2 separate regions of the Oryctolagus cuniculus genome follow, and region 2 is linked to region 1. The links are chromatin contacts, called in public Micro-C maps. All regions are on one chromosome and are shown on one strand. The core of a region is the stretch at or near the end of the contact, and the rest is flanking DNA. Distances in the headings are between cores, read along the strand shown. Region 1 overlaps TRERF1 (transcriptional regulating factor 1). Region 2 overlaps C5H6orf132 (chromosome 5 C6orf132 homolog).

Evidence for each region. Hi-C and Micro-C count contacts between places; a contact is called where the count stands out from the background.
Region 2: a Micro-C map of ear pinna shows a contact between it and region 1, with 4 times the contacts expected there. The contact joins two enhancer-like sites. A contact is called at or near these places in 2 of 6 Hi-C or Micro-C datasets (ear pinna and an unstated tissue).

Annotation. Positions count from the first base shown.
Region 1 is chr5:127,716,749-127,721,430 of mOryCun1.1, reverse strand. It overlaps TRERF1 (transcriptional regulating factor 1), which reads right to left. Exons shown (of 18, transcript XM_051855691.2): 18 at 3,157-3,626. The coding sequence ends at 3,302. Among named protein-coding and RNA genes, the nearest start is that of MRPS10, 6.3 kb to the left of the region's middle. Within about 2 kb of position 2,435, at least 1 of the 8 cell types and tissues checked has an H3K27ac peak or open chromatin away from gene starts, as enhancers often do.
Region 2 is chr5:127,811,626-127,816,307 of mOryCun1.1, reverse strand. All of the region lies in intron 2 of C5H6orf132 (chromosome 5 C6orf132 homolog), which reads right to left. Among named protein-coding and RNA genes, the nearest start is that of CIMIP3, 18 kb to the right of the region's middle. Within about 2 kb of position 1,982, at least 2 of the 8 cell types and tissues checked have an H3K27ac peak or open chromatin away from gene starts, as enhancers often do.

The DNA of each region.
Region 1 (4,682 bases), core at 1,186-3,685:
CACGTGCACACTGCTGGAACCTTCGGCAGAAGGCCTCGACCTCCAGGGGCCGGGTCATCTTATATTTCAGGAGAGTTAGGGGTGGGGGTGGGGTGGGGGCAGCAGGCTGAGGGGAATTCCTGGAACTGGGCGGGGCCTTGGGAACCTAAAAGAATGCAGGGTGGGGTATGAAGGCAATAGGGTGGGAGACCCAACAGAGAGTCAAGGGCAAGGAATACATTCCAGTGTTTATGGATCTCTTGGGCAGTGAGCAAGAATGGCTGAGGCTTATGTCTTTGTTCCATCAGGATTTACTGTAGGGAGTCTCTGTATGATACTGGTCTCTTAAACAACAGCTTGAGTAATAGACCGAGACCACTGTTGGTAGCAGAAATGTTAGCCTTATCTAGCATTGAGGAGTTACATCAGTGGCTAGAAAGAAGGAAGTTTTAAGCCAGAAGAAACTCAAAAAGATAATATTTTTATTTTTCAGAGCAGCTGATGCAATATTGAATCAGGTTTTCACAAATAAATATAACAGTGTCTATTTGGTTACATCTCTATTTGATGAAGGCCCACCTATAGGACTTGGCATACATTTCCGTGAAGGCTAATGACTGGAACCTGCGACAGAAAATTCTCCTGGTTCCGTTTCTGACAAAGTACTGTGAGAATTTTAAAAAGATGCTTGTCCCTCAGGGGAAAAACAACCTAGAATGCCCCAGTTTTGTTTTGTTTTTTAAGGAATGCACCTTTTCAGGACAAGTCTATAAAACATTTTTATTTATTTGTTACATATGATGTTTAAATATAACTTTGCTTTCAAGCTTCAAACTTTTTTTTTAACCCCTGGTAAAATAAGACTTTTGGTTCACCTTAACAAAAACTGACCTAGGAAGAAACATTTTTAGCAAAATGTTATAAAATTCACTAGAAAATACTGTCCTCTTGTTTTTGTTTTTGTTTTTTTGCCAAAATGTTACATAAAATCCTTATTAAAAATACACACGTTACAAAAGAAAAATTATGAATATGCTATACATAGTGCTTTGATATGAACCAAGGGACTTGCATTCCGGCAACACAGTTAAGCACACGAGATATTATGATGTCAACTCATAATAGTGCAAACCTGAATAAGTTACATCCTGATAGGAAGGCATGCAGGGCTTCTGCTGAGAACCGAACATAACAAAGCCAGAACAGGAAGCAATCACAACCACCATTTAAAAAGGTTTTCCTTTTTATTACAGTAATTTTTTTCAAAAATACTTTTCTTTACAATAGAACTCCTAGAAAATATGTACAACCTTCCTCTAATAAAATATAACAGCAGTTAAATATATTTGAAAATAAGATGGGTTTTTCCATAAAATATATCTGTTAACTTTTTATATACAGGCTTTCTCAAAGAGGTCTAGGTTCACTAATGCAAAACCATCTGATAGTAAACAGGAACTGTGTTGAAGACATCAGCCGTCAGGAAGAGAAGGTCTTGGGGAGGCGGGAGCTAAAACACAACACACACATGCAGGCAGAGTCTTTGCAGGAACAAAGGTAAGTGCAATATTTAACCAGGAAGTCTTTTAAGCTGATAAGTCAAGAAATACTAATTCAGGAATGTGAACTGTCTCGCCAAGGAGGAGTTCTTTGGTCATTTCAAGTCAAAAAGCCTTCTGCTATCCTGCATGGGAGATTAAAATGAAATTGTGCATTATATTTTTGCCGTGGCAACTCAGTTTATTTTTAATGCTTCAAACCCGAACAGCTGGGCAAGTCTCCAAACAGAAGAGACATCTTTGCTTTATAAACAGCCCTCTGCGCGTTTGCTCTCGACAGATAAGCTTCCACGCGGCCAGCAGCAGAGCTTAGCAGACCCACACTCAGACACCAGTGAGTCGAGGGAAGGAGTCCCTGGGACAGGCATGACCGGCCACTAACACGACAGACGGAACAGTTCTAGAATCTCTGTCCTCACAGCAATGCACGCTGCCAGGCGGCTCTCAACTCAAAACGGCTTAGGAAATTTTCTCCCCCTCGAGTTAAGGAAAGTGCCAGGCTCTCCTCTCTGCGGACACAATGATGGAGAGGAAAGTAACCTATGTTTCTTCTGTCCCTGGCTTTCCTGAGGTCCCCCGTGGGACCGTGGGCCACAGCGGGGTGGGGGCCCTGTGCGTGTGGGCGACATGTTTTCGCAGAGGCAAACTTCAAAGCTGCCTCAGGCCCTACTCTCCTGCCTCCACGGAGGGGCTAATGCCAAGACTGTGCCAGCCACGCAGCCCAGCCTGCGAGCCACACTTACAGGGCGCTGGGGGCACCTGGCCTACCTGAGGCGGGCTGAGGCCTGCCAGCACCTGCTCGGACAGTCACTCCACGCTAGAAGCAGGATCCACCCCGTGCTGGGGCTGTGTCCCCGCCTGGCTTTTGCCCTCCCGGTGGGACGGGTCAGTGTGACTCAGCTCAAAAGCCTGGGCGATGACATATGTGAAGGATTAGAGGTCTAGTACCTTCAAGTACAAACAGAAAGCCGCGCAATGTAGCCGGGAGGTCTAGAAGTGCTTTGCTAAGTGACTTGTGAGAACACATTGAACATCTGAATGCAAACACGGCCCTTAAGGTGTATCTGAAACCATTCCGTCAGCCTCAGTCAATGCTGCTTCCTTTGTATTTGCCCTCACACGTGTCGGAAAATCCCACTCCATCCTATTTCTCGCAGCTACAGTAAACTGTAGCTCACCAGATGTGAATTACAGCCACATCTCCACGGTGGAGGTTTCCTGGTACTTCCAAGTGGCACAAAACAATTTCAGGACCCCACTGACCATTCTCAGTGTGGCCAAAAAGAACAGGCTCTTCTATGGTTTTGGGTGGAAGAATGCTTCCTGGCTGGTCCGAACAGAGTAAAAGTTAACTCCTCCCGAGACCCCAGCGTGAGGGGGGTGGGCTGCTTCCTACGCGCGCACTTGCAGCACGCTCTGGGGGAGCCGCCCAGGAGGGCTGACATGACAGCAATGGGCCATGAGCAGCAGGCATGCTCCCTGCTAGGACGCAGTGTGAGAACGCCCAGATGAAACACCTCTTATAGACAGTTGCGCCAAGCATTTATTCCCCCACCCCCGACCCCCACACAACTTTTTTTTTTTTTTTTAACAAAAGGAAAAGAAACTGGTTTTCCCCCCCCCCCTCAGAAACCTGAATAAAACGACCACTTTTTAAACAGGTAGTTTAAAAGGGTTGCAAACACGAGCAGTCAGTCCGGGCTTCCTGAAGACTGCACACAGGGGCCATGGCTTTGCACCGTCTCTGAGTGGCACGGCGGGCTCTACAGTTCCGTGTCCCCCTGGAGCAGCACTGGGTCCCGATCATCCAAGAGCAGATCCGTGTCCACGACGTCGGCCTCCTCCACGCCGCCGCCCAGCTGCTGCACCACGTCCTCGTCCAGCACGTCCACGCTCTTGAGGGGTTTGATCAGACTCAGCTGGTCCAGCGGCAGCAGCCCCGGCGCCCCCGCCGGCCCCGTAGTCCTCTCGATCGTGGCTGCCATGTCCGCCGAGAAGGCCGCCTTCTGGGCCTTCTGCCTCTGCTGCTCCTCCTGCTGCCTGTGGGTTTTCATGTGTGCGTTTCGGCTTTTGATCTTGAAGAAGACTCTGCAGAGGAAGGAAAGCGGCGTGTGAAATTCAGAAGGGGAGTGCTGGGCAGTCCGGGTGACCTGCAGGGAAGGGGTGTGCGTGATCTGCTGTCTGGTCTGGGGTGGACGTGACAGGCTCCTGTACACCCTCCCCCTGGGACCTGTCACCTCGCCTCCCTCCTCCGCGAGGAGGCGGGACAGGGACAGGAGCGCTGCACACAGTGCGCCCGGCTCCCTTTTAGGGACAATGGAGGAGAAATTCGTGGAGGCACTCCTGTGCACTTGGGGTTGGGAGCACCTGCTCTGTCTCCTCGTCAGGTCAGCTCTCCTTCCTCTCTCCCCCTCGCCGACCATACCCTCCCTACCACAGAACCCTCAAGTCGAGCTAATGCGTTCTGGGAGTTGCCATTCCTAAAAGCAACCCGTCTTCTGCCTGGGGCCTCGTCGTTCCACAGTCACACTCCTGGAGGATGCGTGCACAGGGTAAACCATCTCCTCTGTCTCTTCTATCCTTCCCCCTCAGGTTCTGGTCCCCTTGGGTGCTCCTCTCAAGGCCACCAGCCCCTGTGTGTGGTCAAACCCAGCGGCCCCTCTTCTGTCCTGGCTGTGCTGGGCTTCCGAGCTGGACCCGCCCCGATGGTTACTTCTGAACCTTCTTGCTGGTCATTACGTTATCAAAGGTTCCTGGCTTTCCCAGGACACAGTGCTTCTCAGCTGGAGCGTGCGCCCTCCCAGGGTGCATCTGGCCAATGCCCAGAGATGTTTCTGGGGGAGAGGGCAGTACTTCTGTATGCAGGGAGGCTGCTAAACACCCAGCAAGGTAGCGGACAGCCCCCTTTCTCCAAAGGAGGAGTTATCAGACCCGAAATGTCCACTGTGCTGAGGCTGAGAAACGCTGGGGTAAGAGGACATGGTATGATGGGGGCTAACCCTTTAGGCCGGGGGTCTGCCAGTACAGTCAGTGGGTCAGATCCAGCCTGGGTTTGTCAATAAAGCTTTATTGGAACACAGCCACATCCACTTGTTTATATACTGCCAAATGGCCAAGCTGAGCGGTTGTAACAGCGACAGTCTG
Region 2 (4,682 bases), core at 733-3,232, 95 kb before region 1:
CACTAGATAAAAGAACTGTATCAATAATCAATTCCCGATCACTCCTGCGCTCTCTGTCCCTAGCTAAAGCGCTGCGGTGTGTAGGGAGCGAGCGACATAGTATCTCAGCTTGCTTCACTGGTGCAGCGCGCACCTGTGGACAGCAGGAGGCGCCAGAAAGCAAGCATGACAAAATACAGAGACCTTGCGGGGATGGGTCCAGCAGATTCTTTGTACATTCCTGCACGTGGGGATTAGAAAAACAAAAAGCTAGGCACTTAATGTCACTGCATTGTACACTTTAAAATATGGTTAAAATGGTATGTTTTCGGTTACGCTTGTCTTATAAGAAAAGTTAAAACAGGAAAGAGGCCAGAGCATCCAGAAAAGGTGTTGGGGGCGATGTGGAACAGATGTACCCACTGGTTCTTGGATGTTTGCATCTCACCTCTCCTTGGCCCCAGTACTCCCAATCTTCTGTGTTTTCAACATTGTTTATTTATTTGAAAGGCAGAGAGAGAGAGTGCTCCCATCCACTGGTTCACTCCCTAAATACCTGCAACAGCCAGGGCTGGGCCAGGCCAAAGCTAAGAGCTGAGAACTGTGCCCAGGTCCTCCACACAGGTGCAAGAACCCCACTACCTGAGCCATTTCTTCTGCCTCCCAGGGGCTGCACTGGTTGTAAGCCAGTGTCAGGAGCTGGAGGCACGAATTGAACCCAGGCACTTTGTCTGATGTGAGAAGCAAGCCTGAACTGGCGTCTCGACTGCTAGGTCAGACACCCACTCCCCAGTCTTCACAGTAACACGGGCAGCTGCTGCCCGTCCAGGGCGGACCCCGTGCCAGGCACCCTGGCGGCGCTTTCCATCTGAACTCATTTGCTCTCTGCAGCAGCCTGAACGACAGGTGCTCTCTCCGCTGCCGCCGTTTTCGGCGAACCTCGGCCATTCCTCAGCCCTCGTCTCTTCCCGGCCTGATGGACAGATGCCTGCCTCCTGCACCCTCGGTGCGTCCCTGGTTGGACTTCATTCCCACATCTTCCCGGGCCTCCGCAGCCTTGCTGGGGCTCTTACTCCACAGACTCCTGGCCATCCTCCAAACCCCAGACTAAACGCCCCTCCCGCACGCAGCCTTTCTTGGCCACCGCAGCCCAAATTCACTTCTCCTCCCCGTGTGCCCCCTGCCCCGGTCCCGTGTGCTCTGTCCATTCAGCTGACCTTTGCCAGATGCTTACTGTGCACAAGGCACCATTCAGGCAACACAGTCAGTCTTCCCAGCAACCCTAAGAAATGGGTCAGTGTTTTTATCTTGGAGATGAAGAAGCTGGGGCACAGAGAGGTTAAGCACATTGTCCCAAGACACACAGCCAACACGTGGCAGGGCCAACCAGCACAGAGACCTCAGAGCCTGTCCTCACGTTTTCCTCCTGCAATGTAGGAGCAGAATAGAGGGCTGCAGCCTGCTGCCCAGCCCAGCCTGCTTGAGGGTCATGTGACCGCGGGTTCTTTGTCTGTGACTGGCACAGACTGGAAAATTCCAGAAATGTCTGTTGAATGAATAAACTCCTGGGTGAGTGAATGAATGAGTGGTGGAAAGCATTCAGGACACAGAGGGTGAGAAACCTGTGTTCTGGTGCCAGCTTGGCCACAAGTTCAGAAGCAAGCTCACGTCTGTCTCCGGGCCTCTTCTGCAAACCCTCCAAAAGTTCAAGGAGCCCTGAAAACATGGCCTTGCGCGGCCCCTGTGACACGGGCACCTCTGCCTTGCACACTGCCACCCCGATGGCTCCGAGGGCCACCCCTCAATGACGGGGTGTTGGGACGGGCCACTGCCCCGGAGTGGGGCAGGAGGAGAAGTGGGATGAAGGAGGAGGGGAGCCCAGAGGACAAGTTCTCAAAGCTTCTTGTCCAGGAGCCACCGGCCAGGCAGCCAGGCAGGCAGGGCTGGGCGTGAGGTCACTGCTGCCCCTGGGGAGCTGGCTGGGCCCCGCCTTCTGCACGGTCCCACCCTGGGCATTCTTGCCCTGGGAAAATGACAGACCTGCTGCCCCAGGGTGCTGCCCTAGCTCTGGGGCCCTTTGAGGGTGGCAGCTACAACAAGAGAGGGGCGGACCAGCGGGAGGGCAGGGAAGCAGAGAACATGCAAATGCGCATCTGAGCGCACCCCTGCTGAGCCAGCTCCCTGGGCCAGGCTGGGCGTCCCTGGGCCAGGCTGGGCGTCCCTGGGCCAGGCTGGGCGGCCACAGCCTCTCCCGGCCCCGCTGCCACAGCCAAGCTTGTTCCATGCCCGGGGCAGAACCCAGCCCGGGCCCTGGCAGGCGGGGAACGCTACAGAATTAGGCCTCAGCCTTTCCTTGTTCCCACGGCTGACGACACCCAGAAACCAGGGCCACCGGCCACCTAGGCCAGCAGCCGGGCACGGGGGAGGCACCCCTTAACGCCCCTCAAAACCCTGCAAGGCCTCACTCTCGCGTGGAAGGGCTCCCCGGCCGTGCCACTGCAAAGACCTTCGTATTGCTTTTCTTCCTTATTCTTATCGCTCCTTCTCGGTTCTTAACAAAGAGTTTCTGTTCCTTCGTGATTAGAAAAGAACAGCCGATGCAATAATAGGTTTTTTTGAGTGTTGTGGAATGCACATCAGCTTTGCACCCAGACACGCCAGAAGGGCACCGAAGCCTGTTATCTGAACGCAGTCACAGACCATGTCCCAGGCAGGGCCGGCGCTCCATAAGTGTGCCCTTCCGAGGCTCGGTTTTCTCATCTGTACAGTGGGGATGAGGCCACTGCCCTGGGGTGTGTTGCGACATGGTCAGGGGCCACCGCGTACCTGGAGGTCCCGCAAAGCAGGGCTGCAGCACGCTCGCACCAGGCTCGTGGCGGCTTTCCCGGGGGCAGGGGTGAGTCACCAGGAGTCCCCCCACTGCCCTTGCTGACTGCTGGCATCTCGGGGTTGAAGAGGAGGAGGAAGGGAGGGAAGAAAGCACTCTCGGCCAGTGACTGACACAGTGCCCTCTTTGAAGATGGGGGGTGGGGTGGGAACCTATTGCTCAACCTGCGGCTGCACCACTGAGGGCTCAGAGGGCAGGGCTCACCCCACTGGCGGCTCCAGCCCATCTGCTGGCACACTCACATCCTCATGCCTGGGATTCCGCAGCGCCCAGCCAAGCCCCAAGGGTGGGACAGCAGGGGCCGGGCCAGTAGGCAGCGCATGGCTGACCCTGGGCACCGCCGGCTTTGAGCCTGAGCCGTGGAGTGCAAACTTCCTCACCTGACTCCTCCTACAGCCTGATGGGGGAGGGGAGGGGAGGGGAGGGGAGGGGAGGGGAGGGGAGGGGAGGGGAGGCAGTCCTGGAGTGGGGGATTTTGGATCTGCAGGGAGTAAAGGAGATGGCCCTGGGCTAGAGGTAGGTGGAACCAGGCACGGCTGGGGAACAGGGGATCAGGACCCCTGACCCAGGGTGAGAGCCATAGGAAGCTCCTCCAGGCAGCCAATGTACCCCGCTGGGCGGAGCCTCACCAGCTGTCCTGGCTTTGGGGGCTGTGTGGGTGCTGGCCAGAGGGGGTACTGGGAACCAGAAGGGCTGTGCCTCTGACTTCAAAGACCCCTGTGTGTGCCCACCCAGCAGCCTCTTGAGCTGGGAGCCAGGGAGCATTTTCTTGTCTTTTTCTTTTTTTGATTTTAAAAACTGATTTAGTTTGTATTTGTGAAGCAGAGAGACGGAGAGAGAGAGAGAGAGAGAGAGAGAGAGAGAGAGAGAGAGAACTACCATCTGCTGCTTCACTCCCCAAATGCCTGTAACAGCCAGAGCTGGGCCAGGTCATAAGCCAGGAGCCAGAAACTCCATCCAGGTCTCCTCCACGGGTGGCAGAGGCCCAGCTACTTGAACCATCACCTGCTGCCTCCTGAGACAGTGAGCATTTGCTCAAAGACGGGGTGCTTCCCCGACCCTGGTCCCCAGGCTCTGTCACAGCTCGGACCCATCCTGGGAGCCGGAGAAGAATCCCACGGATGAGGCGCCGTCCCCTGCACCTGCCTGCCATCCCATAACTGCCCTTCGAGCCTCTGCCCTAGGCCATGCACCAGGAAGCTCTGGCTCTCCCTCCAAGGCAGGCGTCAGCAGGAGGAAGGGAACGTGGCCTCGGAGCCCAGACCCTTCCCCTTCTAGACCCACTCCAGAATTCCCTGCCCTGCGCCCGGTTGCAGGCTGCCTTGTCTGGCTGGTCCCACTGAGGGCAGGCTGGACTGGGGGAGGTCAGCCCAGAGTCTGTGGGGGCGGCCAAAGGGCAGGGAAGGGTGGGAGTGCGGACGGGGCGGACGGGGCTCTGGAGGGTCCTGCTGGGTTCCGGCAGGGGTGGCAGCTGCCTCTGTGCTCTGGTGAGAGCAGGCCTCTGACGCCCCCCACCCCCCACCCCTTCTGCCGAACATCACCCGCGTGAGCCCGTCAGAAGCCAGTACCGCCCGCCGTGCCTGACTCACGCTAAGGGGCTGGAATCCCACCCTGCAAGGAGCCAGAGTTGCAGTTGGGTGGGGTGGGAAGGAGGCGGAGCTGGCTGCAGCTGCTTCTTTGCGCTCCCAGGCAGCAGAGGGATGAGGGAGGGGTCCCGGAGCGGGCAGGGCCATGCCTGTCTGACTCACAGGGTGGGGTGATCCAGGGAGCTCTCGCCGCCCGGGGCACCCCGGGGACCTGTCTGGCCAGTTTCCCC